2 separate regions of the Sus scrofa genome follow, and region 2 is linked to region 1. The links are chromatin contacts, called in public HiChIP or PLAC-seq maps. All regions are on one chromosome and are shown on one strand. The core of a region is the stretch at or near the end of the contact, and the rest is flanking DNA. Distances in the headings are between cores, read along the strand shown. Region 1 overlaps ANKRD44 (serine/threonine-protein phosphatase 6 regulatory ankyrin repeat subunit B). Region 2 overlaps ANKRD44 (serine/threonine-protein phosphatase 6 regulatory ankyrin repeat subunit B).

Region 1 (4,758 bases), core at 665-3,164:
GAGGGTTATTGAATTAAACAGCTGTTTATCTGAGCGCCTTCTGCATGCCAGGCATGGTGCTAGGGGCTGGTTGGGGTGGTCCAAGAGGGATGATGTGATGCTTGACGTCAGTGAATTTTCAGCCTGGAGGGGGCTGTAAACAGGTAAGTAGATAGGTATAGTATTATAACTGAATTGGAGGAGGAAGCAAATAATTGTCTTCTTGAACAGACGTAGTATTTTAAGAAGAGGTGTCAGTTGAGCTAGTCCTTAGAGGATGAGTAGGGACTTACCAGGTCAAGAGAAAGAAGAAAGGCTAAGGCAGGAAGAGAAACATGCTATAGGACAAGGGCCGTGGAAATGAAGGAATGGTGGGTTCAGTTACATGTAGCGAGAACCCCAGGGTGTAGTAGAAGATAAGTCTGATAGTAGAGCTTGGGTCAGATAACAGAGGCCTGGGTGTCCTCTGAGCAGTGGGGAGTGATGACAGCATTGATAAGTATAAACCTGACAAGATTTGGAACTTGTGAGGAGAGGTCAAAAGAAAGCCACTGGGTGAGTGGTGACAACCATTAACTGGGAAGACCGGGGCAGAGGGTTTGGGGATGCTAATCATTTCTCTGTGAACATGCTGAGTTTGGCAAACATGTCACTGGAGTGTAAGCACTGTGATGGGAGGGATCTGTGTTTTGTTTCCTGATGTATCTCAAGCCTAGTACATTGTAGGCTCTCAAGGAAGAATTTATTTTGAATGCTGGGAATTCTGGTGAAGATGGCAAATAGATTAGCGTGATTGATATAGATCTAGAGCTTGGAAACAGAGAGGCTTATCATGAAACCATGGCAAATGGATCAGCTGGTTTAGGGAAAGTATAGGGATGAGAAGAGAAGACCAATTGGGGGGTGGGGGGCGGTGGCAGGGAAGCCTGGTGAATACATGTCTCGAAGTCAGAGGGTACCCTTTCCATCCAGAGACACAAGAGACTCTAACTTTGGAAGCACTTGGCTTTGGATGACTAGGCTTTAGCTGATTTTACCAAATGAAGTTTCTTCTTTGCTACTGGAGAAGATGTTGTTCTCCAGATACACCTGGGAGTAAGAGGTGTCGCTGAGAATGTATTCAGTGTTGCAGGTGTCAGTGGCTGTCATCAGTGGCAGCTTTTCTTTGGCAACTACTTGGAAATTTCACAATAGGCTTAGTAGATGACAGCTTAGTGCTCATAGTCTTCCTTGCTGTGCTATGTGATTGGAGGTGTTATGGTTATTGCTGTTGTTTCAGTGAGAGGTTGGTTGTTTTCTCTTTCCAAATAGCCCAACTGGGATGAGGGAAGCAAATGATCCTAAGTTGTCTGGCTCAGACCTTGGGGAATTCAAAATCTTCTTATCCTATATTTCATTTCTGGTTTAGCCGGGAAAGCAGATGCAGTGGACTGCTCGAATTCTGTGACCAGCTTCATGAGGCCGGCTCCTTCATAGAGGAGTATTTCCTGGTCTTTTAAGACCATTTGATCTTTAGTAAATTTCTTAAGTATCTTTTGAAAAATATGGGTTTGTTTCCTTTTTGAATAAAAACTACTTTTTTTTTTTTTTTTTTTTTAGTTCAAAAAAGTGTTTAACTAAGCACTTCCTATATGCCAGGGACTGTGCTTGCTGATGAAGCTACAAAGAAATGGGTCACATGGCCCTGCTCTTAGGAAACATGTAGACTAGTGGGACAGAAAGACACAAAACCAGATGGTTTCAGTATTCTGTGCCTTTCCCAAGTGATCGCCACCTTTGTTGCTCAACTAGCTGCAAAGGCTTCAATCCTTAAAACATCCATTTTTCCATCAACCGTAAACTTACTTTCTTTGCATGTCTTTAGTGTCCAAATTCAGTCAGCCCAACTATGGATTGACCTTTATATCTGATAAAGTTATTCGTTGCTTCTTTAAGGAACCAGCTCCCTCTGTGGGTGTGCTGGGGGAAAAAATTCCCTTGCAATTGTCTCTTGCCAGGAAAAAATTAAATACAAGGAGACCCTGAGTTTTGGAGTTCCTCCGTGGCTCAGTGGGTTAAGGACCCAGCATTTTCACTGCTGTGGCATGGGTTCAATCCCTGGCGTAGGAACTTCTACATGCTGCAGGTGCAGCCAAAAAAAAAGAAAAAAGAGAGAGAGACCCCAAGTTTTAAATGTATGGGGTCGTACATAAGTTTACAAGAGAGGATGTCTTCATATTAATATGTCATTGCAAGTTGAAAAGTTTCTTAGGAAAATTAGAGTCTCTGTAACTGTTGTTAGAACTGACTGGGGACATGTTGATCTATGTGTGAGAATGTCCTTTTACACTTGAGATGAATGTGTATTCTGCTGTGTTTGGTGGAATTGTTCTGTGTTTATTAATTCTCTATGGCCTAATGTGTCATTTAAGGCCAGTTTTTCCTTATTGGTTTTGCATCTTTGCAAAGATTTGTAGATGGTCATTGATATAAGTGGGGGATTAACATCCCCTATTATTATGATTGTATTTTTGTCAATTTCTCCTCTTATGTTTGTTAATATTTTATCTATTTAGGTACTCCTGTGTTGGGTGTATGTTTATATATATATATATATATATTTATTTATTATATCTTCCTATTGGATTGATCCCTTGATCGTTATGTAGTGTCTTTCTTTACCTCTTGTTACAGTCTTTATTTTAAAGTCTATTTGTCTGGTATAAGTATTGTTATCTCGGCTTTCTTTTTTGTTTCCATTTACATGAAACGCCTTTTTAAATCCTCTTTCAGTCTGGGTTGTGTCTTTAGACCTGAAGTGAGTCTCTTGTAGGCAGTATATGTGTGGTTTTTCTTTTTTTTTAATTCATTCAGCCACTTTGTCTTTTGACTGGAGCACTTTGCACATTTACATTTAAAGCAATTATTAATAGGTGTGTCCTTACTACTTACTGCCATTCCATTAATTGTTTTCTGGTTGTTTTTATAGTTCTTTTTTTGCTTTGTTCTCTTCCCTATGTGTAGTGTTATGTTTAGATTCTTTTCTGTTGTTTTATGCATATTTGGTTACTATTCACACACACACACACACACACACACACGTTGGAGATCTCTTAAGTTTGACTACATTCTAGCAACCCTGCATTTTTACTCCTCTCTGCTATGTTTAACATTTGTTGGAGTGTTGTGGCTGTGCCTGAGGTGTGTGAAAGTTCCAAGGCCAGGGATCAAACCTATGTCACAGCAGCCACCTGAGCTGCTGCAGTGACAGTGCCAGATTCTTAACCTGCTGCACCACAAGGGAACTCCTGTTTAATGTTTTTGACATTGTATTTTACATCTTTTTGTTTTGTCTTATTGTGGATGTAGATGATTTTATTACTTTTGTCTTTTAACTTTTCTACTAGCTTTATAAGTGGGTGATCTACTACCTTTAGTGTATTTTTGCCTTTTCTGTGATATTTTTCCCTTCATAATTTTCATATTTCTACTTGTGGCTTTTTCTTTTCCTCTAAGAGAAAAGTCCCTTTCACATTTCTTTTTTATTTTACTTTATTTTATTTTATTTATATATATATATATATATTTATTTTTTTCCCACTGTACAGCAAGGGGGTCAGGTTATCCTTACATGTATACATTACAATTACATTTTTTTCCCCACCCTTTGTTCTGTTGCAACATGAGTATCTAGACAAAGTTCTCAATGCTATTCAGCAGGATCTCCTTGTAAATCTATTCTAAGTTGTGTCTGATAAGCCCAAGCTCCCGATCCCTCCCACTCCCTCCCCCTCCCATCAGGCAGCCACAAGTCTTTTCTCCAAGTCCATGATTTTCTTTTCTGAGGAGATGTTCATTTGTGCTGGATATTAGATTCCAGTTATAAGTGATATCATATGGTATTTGTCTTTGTCCTTCTGGCTCATTTCACTCAGGATGAGATTCTCTAGTTCCATCCATGTTGCTGCAAATGGCATTATGTCATCCTTTTTTATGGCTGAGTAGTATTCCATTGTGTATATAGACCACCTCTTCCGAATCCAATCATCTGTCGATGGACATTTGGATTGTTTCCACGTCCTGGCTATTGTGAATAGGGCTGCAATGAAAATGCGGGTGCATGTGTCTCTTTTAAGTAGAGTTTTGTCCGGATAGATGCCCAAGAGTGGGATTGCAGGGTCATATGGAAGTTCTATGTATAGATTTCTAAGGTATCTCCAAACTGTTCTCCATAGTGGCTGTACCAGTTTACATTCCCACCAGCAGTGCAGGAGGGTTCCCTTTTCTCCACAGCCCCTCCAGCACTTGTTATTTGTGGATTTATGAATGATGGCCATTCTGACTGGTGTGAGGTGGTATCTCATGGTAGTTTTGATTTGCATTTCTCTTATAATCAGTGATGCTGAGCATTTTTTCATGTGTTGGCTGGCCATCTGTATATCTTCCTTGGAGAAATGTCTATTCAGGTCTTTTGCCCATTTTTCCATTGATTGATTGGCTTTTTTGCTGTTGGGTTGTATAAGTTGTTTATATATTCTAGAGATTAAGCCCTTGTCGGTTGCATCATTTGAAACTATTTTCTCCCATTCTGAAAGTTGTCTTTTTGTTTTCTTTTGGGTTTCCTTTGCTGTGCAAAAGCTTTTCAGTTTGATGAGGTCCCATGGGTTTATTTTTGCTCTAATTTCTATTGCTTTGGGAGACTGACCTGAGAAAATATTCATGATGTTGATGTCAGAGAGTGTTTTGCCTATGTTTTCTTCTAGGAGTTTGATGGTGTCCTGTCGTATATTTAAGTCTTTC
Region 2 (4,817 bases), core at 2,000-4,499, 140 kb before region 1:
TTTACAATGCCATTTACAATGGCATATTCAGTCTTAAAAAGGAATGAATTTCTGACACGTGCCGCAACATGAATGGATCTTAAAGATATCATGCTGAGTGAAGTAAGCCAGATGAAAAAGGATAAATATAATATCCCACTTATGAGTCAAGTTCATAGAAAGGCAATGGAGAGTAGGGCTTACCAGAGTGTAGGGGAGGAGGCAGGTGGGAGCGATTGCTCAATAGGTGCAGAGTTTCTGTACAGGAGGATGAAAAATGTCTGAAGATGGTGATGTTTTCATAACAATGTCATTAATGCTGCTGAATTGAACCCTCGAAAGTGGTTAAACTGATAAAGTTTATCTTAGGTGTATTTTACCCCAATAAAAAAGGATCTGTGCAAAAAAATTGTTTTGGATGACTAAAAAAAAAAAAAAGGAACTGAAGAAACTCATGACTGTTTTTTCCCCAAAGTTTATAATAATCAGTTAAAAAGCTGACTAGTAAGTACTGTGTGTTGATTCTAAGTTCTATCAAGTAAAAATCTTGTCTGTGTGGCTCTTATTTAAAAAAAAAATAGTACCTCTTAAAACTGCTATCAAACCACATTGAACTGGCAAATACCTAGCCTTCTTATGGGTTTCCATAGTACCTATGGAGACTGACTGACTTCCTTTGAACAGTGACCTAAAAGAAAGCCGATCACCTTGACTGTAAAGAAATCTCATCCAGTTGCGGCAGCCGCCTCCAAGCCAGTCCCGGAATCTACTTAAGCTCCTGCACCTGCATCTTAAACCCTAAACCTGTGCAAGTGGTGTGCTTGCTTCTTAGGGGTTGGGTAAATGTTTTCACTTCTTCCTCCATTTTTAGGAAGACAGGCTGTTTTTAGAGATCTGGAGACATTTACTGTACTTTCCAAGACAACCCACTTCAGCAGTCCAGTTTTTTCCCCCTCTTCCTCCCTTTGTATAGACTGTCTTTAATTTGTGTTTAATCTAGGAGAAGGTTGAAGCCCCTCACAGCACAGTTCACTATTTACTGGGGATACATGGATGTCTTGGACTAGAGTTGTGTGCTGCTCAGATTTCATAGGAAATAATCGGCTTAGAATGAGCTTCTTGACTTGTGTTTACATACAGAGCCTTACACGTACCCTTCTCTCCTGTACTATTTTCTGAAGCACCTAGGCTTTGTTTTAAATCTGTTCTACAGGAAATTAATGATGTCTGCTTCAGAATGCATCTTAAAATGTATTTTAAAAAAATGTGCCTGGATTATATATATATGTGCGTGTGTGTGTGTGTGTATATATATATATATATATATATATATATTTAACTTTGGATTATAACTTTAGATTATATATATATAATAATATATATAATATATATATTTTTCCTTCTATCTTCTCCAGGTCGATTGACTTCCTAATGTAATGACTATAATGCCCTTTGGTTTTGTTGCCTTGATGGAGATGCTTGTGTTCATACTGTTTTACCTTTGTCTGAGCCTATATGTGCCTTTTGTAAAATGGGCAATCTGTGGAGGATACCTGAATTTTGGAGACTTTAAAGATCTTTTAAAGGCACACAAAAACACAAAATAGAAAGGCAAGATTCTTTTCTACTAATCCTCCTGACGGGCAGTTAGTCCTGTTCTATTTATTTATTTAAGCGTCATTGATGTACGTGGTTTTTCCAGCTTCTGCTGTACAGCAACATGACCCAGTTGTACACATACATTCTTTTTTTAAAAAAATAGAGTCCTGTTTTAAGTTCACATACCTAGTGCCTTAGAAACCAGCCTGGTCCAATGTTGGACACTTGCTGAAAGCTCATTCTTCATCTGAAATCTCTCGCTTTTTTTTTGGCCTCACCTGTGGTGTGTGGAAGTTCCCAGGCCAGGGATCTCCCAATCCGCTGCAGTGACATCACCGGATCCTTAACCCACTGCACCACAAGGGAATGCCCTGAAATCTCCAGTTATTCTCCCCAATTGTCTTATTCTCTGCTGTCTAGGGCAATAAGTAAAAGTGGTATGAATTCAAAGACACTAAATCTTAGCTTTGAAGATGGGTTCAAATGAAAGGTCATCCATACATTTTCTCTTAAACCACATACACAAAAGACAGCCCCCATGATAGAAATATAAATTCAGAATCTCATAAGAATTTCTGGGAGTTCCCGTCGTGGCTCAGTGGTTAACGAACTGGACTAGTAACCATGAAGTTGTGGGTTTAATCCCTGGCCTCGCTCGGTGGGTTAAGGATCCGGCATTGCTGTGAGCTGTGGTGTAGGCCGGCAGCTAAAGCTTTGATTCGACCCCTAGCTTGGGAACCTCTACATGCTGCCGGTGTGGCCCTAAAAAGACAAAAAGACCAAAAAATAAAAATAAAAAAAGAGGAAAAAAGAAAAAGAATTTCCTTTAGTTCTCTTTCTTGATTTTTAGAACAGATGGATTGATTCCTTATTATGTTTAAACTGCACTTGGTAATTACCCAATTTATTTATTTTTTATTTATTTGTTTGTTTATTTATTTTTTTGGCCAGGTCTGCAGCACGAGGACGTTCCTGGCCCTGGGATTGAACCCATGCCAGAGCAGTAACAATGCCAAATTGTTCACCCCTAGATCACCAGGGAACTTCCAGTAATTACCCAATTTAAAGGTCTCCTGCCAAGAAACTCCCAGTAATTACTCAATTTAAAGATCTGCTGTAACATATGGCACAGATGCATGATTAAACATTTCTGTATTTGGTGGGCCTCCTTCTACTAAGTGTGGGATGCTGCTCTGGTTTCCTCATGTGACTAGAGGTACACTATTTCTCTTTTGATCTAGCCCTGCTTTTTCTGGTGGTCTTGTGCTGGTGGATGTGTGGCTGGCTGTGGTGGGCCAGCCACTTTCTACATTGTCCTTAGTGACAACAGCAAAGCGTATAACAACCTGGAGAAAAGGGAAGTTTGCCGTGCTGCTAAAGACCAGTCTGCACCTCTTCCTCTTTTTTTAAATTTATTTTTATTTTAACTTTTAGAGCCCTAATTTACAAATTACAAATTATCAATTCCAAAACTATGACATTTAGTTTGGAGGCAAGGCAGATGAGATTGGCTCCTTCCTGTTAGGTGAGAAGGAAGATCTAGTTTATATTCAAGGAGGAGCCCAACTGGTTATTAATTTGGTTTTGCTGCCCTTGTGTCTTTTTTCAGTTTTTAGTTTTTTGATCTTCTCAGTGGTTGGAGCCAGGTTGCACCCACAGCAAAAGTGGTTCCTCCTGTGGTGAACGAGGCTCTGAGTTGCCTTTCTTATCACTTAGCTCATGTTTCTCAAACTGGAGTTCCCTGTGGTGTGCTGGGGCCAACGACATGGGGAGCTGAACTTTCAAATTGATGGCACCCAGCTCCAGGGAGGACGCCCCCTCAACCCCGACTGGACATCTCAGGGGCCCAGGCGGCATAGCCATTCTGCCTCTCACCTCTGCTTCTCTTTCCTTCCCTTACTGCTTTCTGAAGACCTCCTTTCTTGACTTCTTGGATGACTGAGGGGAACATGTGGCTACAGGTCCAGCCAAAGAGAGAGAGCGAGAGAGCAAGAGAGATCTCACTCTCCATCTCCTCACATCCCCGGGATGGGAAACCTCCTGGTCTACCTGAGCAGGGGCCTTTTGGTTCTGTTAACGTGGTGAGAGCCTGGGGCAGCATGTTATACAGGCTTTTAGGAACTTGCTTTGTGGATGTGGTTTGCCGTTGGGAAGGGGAGCATTTTGAATAAGGCGGACAATCTGGGGGGTGTACCCCACCAGCTACATCAAGTGCTATAATATACCTACTACCTCTTCCTGGAGGACCCATTTTTCCTAGAGTTTTAGAAGAAACATTTAATTTTAAAGCAAATGCATATATGTAACAGGGACTAAGATGGAACATATACAAGAATTTAAGGTAGCGACTAGGGGAGGTAACTTAATTTTGTACTTGGGATCTGCCCCTCTGCTGTTAGGGTACCTGGGTAGAATAGTTCAGGAAGCACTGAAATTTCTGACCAATAGGCTGGAGTTGCGAGCTTAACATGAAACCATGTAGTAAGATATTGAGTGCTTTTGCCTGTTTTAGTTCAATGAGGCCAGAAGATGTGCAGCCTACATATTGTAGAATAAGGTAGAGAATAGTCCCACTGGGGGTGGCTGAGCTCAGAAACAGTAATGGAATCGTTCACAGAATCCTGGACTGATTATTAATATTGTTTCTAGAAGAGGTGGAATAAGATTTAGCCAGTTCTGGAGGCCGCAGTGTACTTGTAGACAGTTAACCCTTTTGCTTTTTTTTTTTTTTTTTTTTTTTTTTTTTTATCTTTTCTAGGGCCACACCTGCAGCATATGGAGGCTAGGGGTCTAATCAGAGCTGTAGCCGCTGACCTACGCCAGAGCCACAGCAATGCGGGATCCGATCCACATCTGTGACCTATGCCACAACTCACGGCAATGCCGGATCCTTAACCCACTGAGCAAGGCCAGGGATTGAACTCACAACCTTGTCGTTCCTAGTTGGATTCGTTAACCTCTGTGCCATAGTGGGAACTCCCCTTTTGCTTGTTGACTGTAGAACCATGTGGAGTTGCCCGTGTCTCCTCAGAGGCCACTTCACATTAAGGTGACTTTGTTTTTCTTGGCTGCAGAAGAAGATAAAACTCAAACCATAGGGCCTTCTCTCTGCCCAGCTGAGGCTGCAGCTGAAGGGCTTTTCTGTGAATTAAATACTTATGTGAAATACCCTGGAGAGTTAGTAAAGAATTGACTTATGAAGGCTTTTACATTAATATCCTTCTGGTTTTCAAGTTCAT

Evidence for each region. HiChIP or PLAC-seq counts read pairs in DNA pulled down with a chosen protein or histone mark.
Region 2: an H3K27ac HiChIP or PLAC-seq map of alveolar macrophages shows a contact between it and region 1. The contact joins two enhancer-like sites. A contact is called at or near these places in 1 of 47 Hi-C or Micro-C datasets (embryonic fibroblasts) and 1 of 2 datasets of contacts at active chromatin or transcription factors (alveolar macrophages).

The regions. Positions count from the first base shown.
Region 1 is chr15:101,019,622-101,024,379 of Sscrofa11.1, reverse strand. The region is part of intron 4 of ANKRD44 (serine/threonine-protein phosphatase 6 regulatory ankyrin repeat subunit B); the gene reads left to right. Among named protein-coding and RNA genes, the nearest start is that of ANKRD44, 190 kb to the left of the region's middle. Within about 2 kb of position 1,914, at least 8 of the 83 cell types and tissues checked have an H3K27ac peak or open chromatin away from gene starts, as enhancers often do. A contact at or near this core is called in alveolar macrophages, where this site is marked.
Region 2 is chr15:101,155,988-101,160,804 of Sscrofa11.1, reverse strand. All of the region lies in intron 1 of ANKRD44 (serine/threonine-protein phosphatase 6 regulatory ankyrin repeat subunit B), which reads left to right. Among named protein-coding and RNA genes, the nearest start is that of ANKRD44, 53 kb to the left of the region's middle. Within about 2 kb of position 3,249, at least 11 of the 83 cell types and tissues checked have an H3K27ac peak or open chromatin away from gene starts, as enhancers often do. A contact at or near this core is called in alveolar macrophages, where this site is marked.